Linked DNA regions of Mus musculus: region 2 is linked to region 1. The links are chromatin contacts, called in public HiChIP or PLAC-seq maps. All regions are on one chromosome and are shown on one strand. The core of a region is the stretch at or near the end of the contact, and the rest is flanking DNA. Distances in the headings are between cores, read along the strand shown. Region 1 holds the start of Bcar3 (breast cancer anti-estrogen resistance 3). Region 2 overlaps Bcar3 (breast cancer anti-estrogen resistance 3).

Region 1 (3,644 bases), core at 1,124-3,623:
AAAGAAAACTTGACAAAGAAAGATGAAAGGCCTCTGTAAAGTCTTACGAAATGGTATTCACATCTTTGAGGCCAGTCAGTTGACATGTGAGCCTACAGTCAGCTCCGTTTGTTTGTCAGAAAACAGTAAACAAAATAAAAGGTCTTTGCTCCAGTGGAGCTTGGAGCTCAGCAGAGCTGAGCAGGGTTCCTGCAGTCAGCTGATAGTGCATTGTGACTGCTGTAGTGCAGTCTTGGGAGAGTTTACTGTCGTGACTCTGCTGTTACACGTGGCTGTTTACGAGCTTGCACCCACAGACAAGGCCAGAGCTTTTGAATATTGTGCGATAACGTCTTCTGCCGGCTCGGACTCACAATCCACTGGAACAAACTTAATGTTCTGGAACCAGGTCACCTTTTAAAGGCGACTTCAAAGCAAAACTAAACCAGTGGCCCTTTCACCAGTGACATCGGTGAAGGGTTAAGCGGGGTTATTGTGAAGGTAATACGCACCCGAGCACAGGTCAGGGCTCTGCTTTTAAAGTTTGTAGTTGTATTTATTCTGTTGGAGTTCTCTGGGCTCCAAGGGTCAGGGTGTTCCTTTCTTAGTTCAGATCCAGGACATTTCCTTCCCCTGCCTCTTTCTCTGCTCTTCCCAGGATGCCCAAGATGCAAATATAATGGTTCATCGATGGTGCTGCATCAACGGATAGACTTTCCTTTTTCTTTCTGTCTTTCTTTCTTTTTTTCAAAAACACAAAGTTCCTCAAATTTACTGTTTTGTTTTTGTCTTTGTTTTTCTTTTTGTTTTTTTAATACTTTGTTGTTAAAGCTGTCTGTGGATGTTTTTACTTTGGCCATTCTGTAGCTGCAGAGTCTTTTGATTCGTTTAAAGACATATCCTGTTTGCTTTCCTTGGCCCATCCAGTTGCCTGTCTGTGGTGGTTAATTTTGTCAGTCTGAACACTCTAGAACAGTGGCTGGTTCTCCCGCTTTAACACAGTGGCTGTGGTGACCCCCTCCCCCCAGCCATAAAATTGTTTTTGTTGCTACTTCATAACTGTAATGTTGCTGCTGTTATGAATCATGATGCAAATACCTGGTATTTACATCATATCTGTATATATAGGATATCTGATATGTGACCTCTGTGAAAGAGTCTTTAGGCCCCCTCACCCCCACCCCCCAAGGGGGTTGTAACCCACTTACCTGCCGGGGGCATGGTGGCACATGCCTTTAATCCCAGCACTCGGGAGGCAGAGGCAGGAGGATTTCTGAGTTCAAGAACAGCCTGGTCTACAAAGTGAGCTCCAGGACAGCCAGGGCTACAAGAGAAACCCTGTCTTGAAAAACCAAAAAAAAAAAAAAAAAAAAAAGCCACTGACCTAGAGTCCCCTGGGAAGAGGGAACCTATCACCTCCATCGGATTGGCCTGTGGGCATGTGGGCATGTGGGAGAGGTATTTTCTTGATTAACGTTTGATGTGGGAAGGCTCGACCCACTGTGGGTGGTGCCAGCCCTGGGCAGGTGGGCCCGGATTGCATAAAGAAGCTGAGGAAACCTTGGAGAGCAAGCCAGTGAGCTCTGTCCCTTCACTGCCTCTGCTTGAGTTCCTGCCTTGGCTTCGCCCAATGATGCCTTGTAACAAACAAACACTTCTGAAGCTGCTCTCGATCATAGCGTTCATCTCAGCAACAGAGAAGCAAAGCAGGACACTGTGTAAATAAAAATACCTGGGCTGTTCCCTGTGGAGCCTTCTGTCTTATCCATCTGATCCGAAGGTGTTCCTTACATAGTTTCTATACATTTCCTTTATCGGCTGCATGAATTGCGTAGAGGAGCTCTTAATGACAATTACGTTAACAAGCGGGTTTCCTTTGGCGTTAGTGCTTCGTGTATTTAATTAAGGAATCTTTACAGCCCTTTTTTTTTATTGTTTGTTGTTTGGTTTTGCTTTTGGTTTCTGTTTGATAATTTCTTTAGTGTTACCGTTTTACCTTTTATATGTAGATCTGAAGTCCTCAGGATTTGATTTGGGGTGTGGGGTGGGGTGGGCATCATGATTCTATGACCTGGTATCATATATTGAACTGTGTGCTGTACTCCCACCGTTACCACAGCAATCTTTGGCATAAACCAAGCCACCAGATAGTGCAGAGATGACTTTATAACTAGGTTTTGATAAACAGCATATGTAGGTTCACGAAGCCATCTAGTTCTGCGTGCACGTGTGAGAGTGATTGATTTGCCTGTTCCCGGCTCGCTCGCTGTGGTTACCTTGGTCTTTGTCCCATGAAAGCCTTTTAAATTGAAAGCCAGCCAGGTGTCTGCAGAGCGGGCGGATCTGCTGCGTAATTAAATAACGCCGGGAAGGGGGAGGAGTGGATTAGGCGAGGCTGTCCGGTTGAGTGAGGTTCAGTAAGGAAGAGGTTGAGCTACACTTGAAGTCTAGCTTCTCGGGGGAAGATAAGGGGGAGTCAAAACTCTCAAATCCGGGCGGAGGAGAGCCAGACGAGGTCACCGAATGTAAAAGTCGCCGGGGTTCGGCTCAGCCCGGCGAATCGGCTGGGCGGGGTGGGGCCGCGAAGCCGCAAATCACCAGTTGAGGGCCAGAGAGCGCGCTGCCGGCTCAGAGCTGAGCCTGCAGCCGCCCGGCCAGGCAGCAGCCGGAGCGGGACAGCCGTGCACACCCGCCAGCCGCACCAGCCTCTTGGCGGACGCCCGCGGACCATGAGCCGCCCGAGCTCCGAGAGCAGCTGCGGTGAGGTGAGAGCAGCCCGGCGCTGAACCGCAATCCCGGACTCCGAACGCGGCGCGGGGAGGTGAGTGTGTCCCGTGCGTTCCTGTTCAGCCTCCTGAGCTCCCTCGGTCGGACTGAAACAGGACTGAGAAGTTCTTTAGAGTAAAGTTAGGCATGGGGAAGAGCGCAACCCCCGTCTGTTTGTACCCCCGAGCCCCCGCAAACTAGACATGGGAGTGGGAGTGGGGGTGACCAAAGTGTGTGTGGCGGGGGAGGGAGGGTGAGACTTGTGCCCTCGGGGGTCCTCGGATCCCGGGACTCTCGGGAGTGGAGCGTGGTGATGTGCCTCGAGCATCCCCATCTACTCTTGGGCTCCGGGGCGGAATCTTCCCGGGTGCTGGTTTCTGGACCCCTCCGAACCCTCCTGCTAGTCCAGTTCGGTTTTGCCCAAGGCCGCTCTAAGCTGGGTAGACGAGCTGGCCCAGACGCCTCTGCTGGAAGCCCGAGGCTTTCCTCCACTAATCTCTTGGGAAGTTTGCAAAGAAAGTGAAGGAGCCTGCCCAGTAACTGTTGACAACATCTCCCTCCCCTCGCCTTCCCTTTGTTGAGAAAGAATGAATAGTTGGTTGTGTGCTTCCCCCTGAGTCGGAGAGGGGAAAGCAAAAGGAGGGAGGGACGGGTCGCAGCCCATCTTCCTTTACTCGCTTAGCCTGTGGCCACTTAAAAACTTTAATCAGGTGTAGACTCTTTTTGAAGGGCAGGTGGCAAAGGCAGCGAGCCGGTGATGTGGGGCAGCGCGTCACAGGACTAAGGTTTAACGGTTGTTTGAGGCAAGGTGAAAGGGGGAGTAGCCCGAGTCTAGTTTTTTTTTTTTTTTTCAGTTTTTGTTTTTGTGTTTTGTTTTTCCCTACAGCAGTTAGGGATGG
Region 2 (3,657 bases), core at 858-3,357, 110 kb after region 1:
TTTTGTTTTTTTTTAAAAAGAGACTTTCTGAAACAATAACCTTTCCTTCTTGCAGATCACAAGGTTAGAGAAAACATGGACGGCTCTGAGGCACCACTACACGCAGACAGCCATCCTCTATGAGAAGCAGTTGAAGCCCTTTAGCAAAATCCTGCATGAAGGCAGAGGTGAGCACAGGAGGGCAGGGTGAGTGTCGGGCTCCTTACATCTCTCCTGGGTTAGCGTTTCCTATTCTGTGTGTCGGAGCCTTAATGGGGCACATGCTAAGCCTCTGTCACCTGCAAGGCTGTTGCTGGCTCACACAGTGGCCCTGCTCATATAGCTCTGCAGCGTGTCAGGGAACCCAGATGACCACTTAGTGGGTCTGTGACTGACTGCCAACAAAACATGATCTGGAACTTTCTTCCTCATTCCTCAGAGTCTACATATGTCCCAGCAAGCAATGTGTCAGTCCCTCTGCTGATGCCACTGGTGACCTTAATGGAACGCCAGGCTGTCACTTTTGAAGGGACCGACATGTGGGAAAACAATGACGAGAGCTGTGAAATTCTGCTGAATCACTTGGCAACAGCCAGGTTCATGGCTGAGGCTTCTGAGAGCTACAGGATGAATGCTGAGAGGATCCTGGCAGGTAGGGACTTGTTCCTGCAATCTTCTCTGCACAGGGATTAGGAAGAAGAAAAGAAAGGGGATGGATGCCCTCGGTCAGAAAAATGACCACCAGAAAGGATTAAGATGTAGACACTACATTTCCTACGCCATTGCTCATTTGATAATGTGTAAGAGCATACAAAGAAATGGGTTTCACTGTGGCGTGCGTGCACGAGTGTGTGCAGCTAGAGGTCAACTTCAGATCTCTTTCTTCAGGCACCATACATCCCTTTGAGTCAGCATCTCTCACTGGAACTTACCTTGGAGGCTAGGCTGGCTGGCCAACAAGTCCCAGGGACCCTTCTACCTGTCTGTCCATCCAGTGTGGGGATTAGAGGTACAACCATCTATGCCTCGCTTTAAAAATACTGTATTTTTCAAGCTGAGCAGTGATGGCACACACCTTTAATCTCAGTACTTGGGAGGCAGAAGCAGTTGGATCTCTGTGAGTTTGAGGACAGCCTAGTCTACAGAGTGAATTTCAAGGCAGCCAAGAAAAACTCTTGTCTTGAGAAATAGAAAATTTAAATATATACATAACATACATACATATATGTGTGTGTGTGTGTATGTTTTTATGTAGGCGTGTATACAACATGAGCGAAAGGGAGGCCAGAGGGATCACACTGTTGAGCTAGCTGTAGGCAGCTGTAGCCACCTGACATAGGTCCTAGCAGCCAAACTCAGGTCCCACAACTGCGAGCCACCTCTCAGGCAACCAAGACCAGCTTAAAAAAATCAGTTATTGAGAATGTCGTACATGAGTACTGTATTTATGTAATTTCTACCATACACACTTACTTTCACCTCCTGTGTCTCCCTATGTAGATCACTTTAATTATTGTTACATATATATACACATAAACATGTATCTGCAAATATGACCTACTGAGTCAATTTAGTGTTGTTCATATGTGTGTATGTCAAGGGATGACCAACCAGGATTGGGTCTCTAGAGGAGACGGACTCTTCTCTTAGCAGCCATTAATTTCTATAGCACTTCATCTAGGGGTGGGGCCTTATAAGACTTGCTCCGTCCTCTCTGGAATGTCAGCCGGTGTTGCCACTGTACGGGTCTTGTTTAGGTGACCATATTTCTGAGATTTCATGGGTTCAACTTTCTATCATACGCAGTACCTCAGAGCATGTATCTTGGTCCTCTGGCTCTCGTCTCTCCACACCCACTTTCTTCCTTGATGTACCCTGAGCCTTAGGTGTAGAGATTGGATTGTAGATGTACCAGCTGGTGGGAGACAGGAGCCCACAATAAACTGTTCTCTGCATTCTGACCATCGGGGACTTTCGTTGATGGTCATTATCTGCCGCAAAAAGCGGCTGCTTTGGTAAGTGGCAAGAGCTGCAGCTATCTGTGGGTGTAAGGGTAGATCCTTAGAGTGCAGTCAGGAGTTACAGCTGTAGAAGAGTGGTGGTAGAAGGCTCTCCCGTGACCTCATCAACCACAGGTATTTGACTAGGTTTACAGTACTAGGCACAAATTCCCTCCTATGAGTGTGCCTTTGATCCAAGTAGATGGCTGTTGGTTACCCCCAAGATAGAAGTGCCACTCCGGCACCATGAGAAATACCTTGCTATGATAGTCATAGTTGTGGCTCACAGGCTTTAAAGCTGAGCAGGACTTGCTACCCTGTAGAGCATCTACCGATGCTAGGAGAGCAAGTCCTCATAGAGGAGGCTTCTAGGTCAATTCCAGCTCCATTCATCCAGCAACGGGGTCTTACCTTCAAGATCTGGGAGTCTCTTGAACCCCTTTGACCAAGATTGCAAGAGAGGGTTCCTCTGCCTGGCATTGACGTTTCTCTTAGATTGATTATGACTATGGCTCTTGGGAGGGGAATATTATCACCCCAAGTGGCACAACTTGATTTAAATTAAATATGTGTGTGTGTGTGTATACACATATACATACACACACACTCTAATATAAGTAAATACAAATATGTTTATAGTTTTTTCAGTCATCCTTGGTGTGTGTGTGTGGGGGGGTTGGTTTTGGTTTTTTTTTTGTTTGTTTGTTTGTTTTAAAGCTGGTAGCAGTGGAGGGAGAGGGGGCAAAGCATCCCCCTTCATAGCCCCTGTGTCCTTTTGTTCCTCTCTAGAGCTCCCCACATGACCCACCATGGTCCCTTGTCAGGAGGCATTCTTTCTGGATCTGGTTTACCCTCCTCAGAAAAGTATCTTCTAGTTCTATCCAGCTTCCTACAAAATTCATTTTCTCACTTTCTTCACAGCTGAATAGTATTCCATGGTGTAGATGTACCACATTTTCCTTATGCATCCATCAGCCCAAGGACACTTAGGTCTATTCCCACTTCCTAGCTACTGTGCAGAGCACACTGAACATGACGGCACATGTATCTGTGTAGTACCATGTCAAGTCCTTGGGGCGTATGCCAAGGAGTGGCATAGGTGGGTCATATGCTGTGTGAGCATTAATCACACTAATCTTAAAGTGGCTGCTCCAGTTTACAGTTCCACCAACAGTGAAGGTGGTTCCCCTTTCCCACATCCTTGCCAGCATCTGTTTTCTTGATCTTAGCCACTCTGACTAGGGTAATGGGGTAAGATGAAATCTTAAAGTAGTTTTAATTTGCATTTTCCTAACTGCTAAGGATGGTGAATACCTTTAAAGGTGTTTCTTAGCTATTTTTGTCTCTTTTGAGAACTCAATAGCACATTTTTAAAGTTGGGCCATTTGTCTTGGCTGTTTTTTGAGTTCTTCTAGGTATTAATCCTCTGTCAGCAGCTTTTTTGTTTTGATGTCCCAGTTGTCAACTGTGTACGTGCAGCCCTTTAATGTGTATTCTGGAGATTGAAGTCAGGCCTCTGTGCTCACAAAGCAAACACTGACTGAGCTGTCTTCTCCAACCTGGAATTCTCCTATGTCTAGGACATTCTCACTATTCCAATTCATCCCCAGACTATGTCCTGAAATTCCAGATGATCTCAGGGTCCTGTATCTCCTGTTTTCTACTCTGGGACAGAATA

The links. HiChIP or PLAC-seq counts read pairs in DNA pulled down with a chosen protein or histone mark.
Region 2: an HNF4G HiChIP or PLAC-seq map of pancreatic cancer cells shows a contact between it and region 1. The contact joins the enhancer-like site here to the promoter of Bcar3 in region 1. A contact is called at or near these places in 3 of 484 Hi-C or Micro-C datasets (all in liver), 2 of 115 datasets of contacts at active chromatin or transcription factors (microglia and pancreatic cancer cells) and 3 of 9 other capture datasets (adipose tissue, liver and pancreatic islet).

Annotation. Positions count from the first base shown.
Region 1 is chr3:122,417,384-122,421,027 of GRCm38.p6, forward strand. Bcar3 (breast cancer anti-estrogen resistance 3) reads left to right here and starts at 2,374. Exons shown (of 12, transcript NM_013867.3): 1 at 2,374-2,800.
Region 2 is chr3:122,524,869-122,528,525 of GRCm38.p6, forward strand. It overlaps Bcar3 (breast cancer anti-estrogen resistance 3), which reads left to right. Exons shown (of 12, transcript NM_013867.3): 10 at 56-167; 11 at 419-631. Among named protein-coding and RNA genes, the nearest start is that of Mir7657, 15 kb to the right of the region's middle. Within about 2 kb of position 2,108, at least 11 of the 459 cell types and tissues checked have an H3K27ac peak or open chromatin away from gene starts, as enhancers often do. A contact at or near this core is called in pancreatic cancer cells, where this site is marked.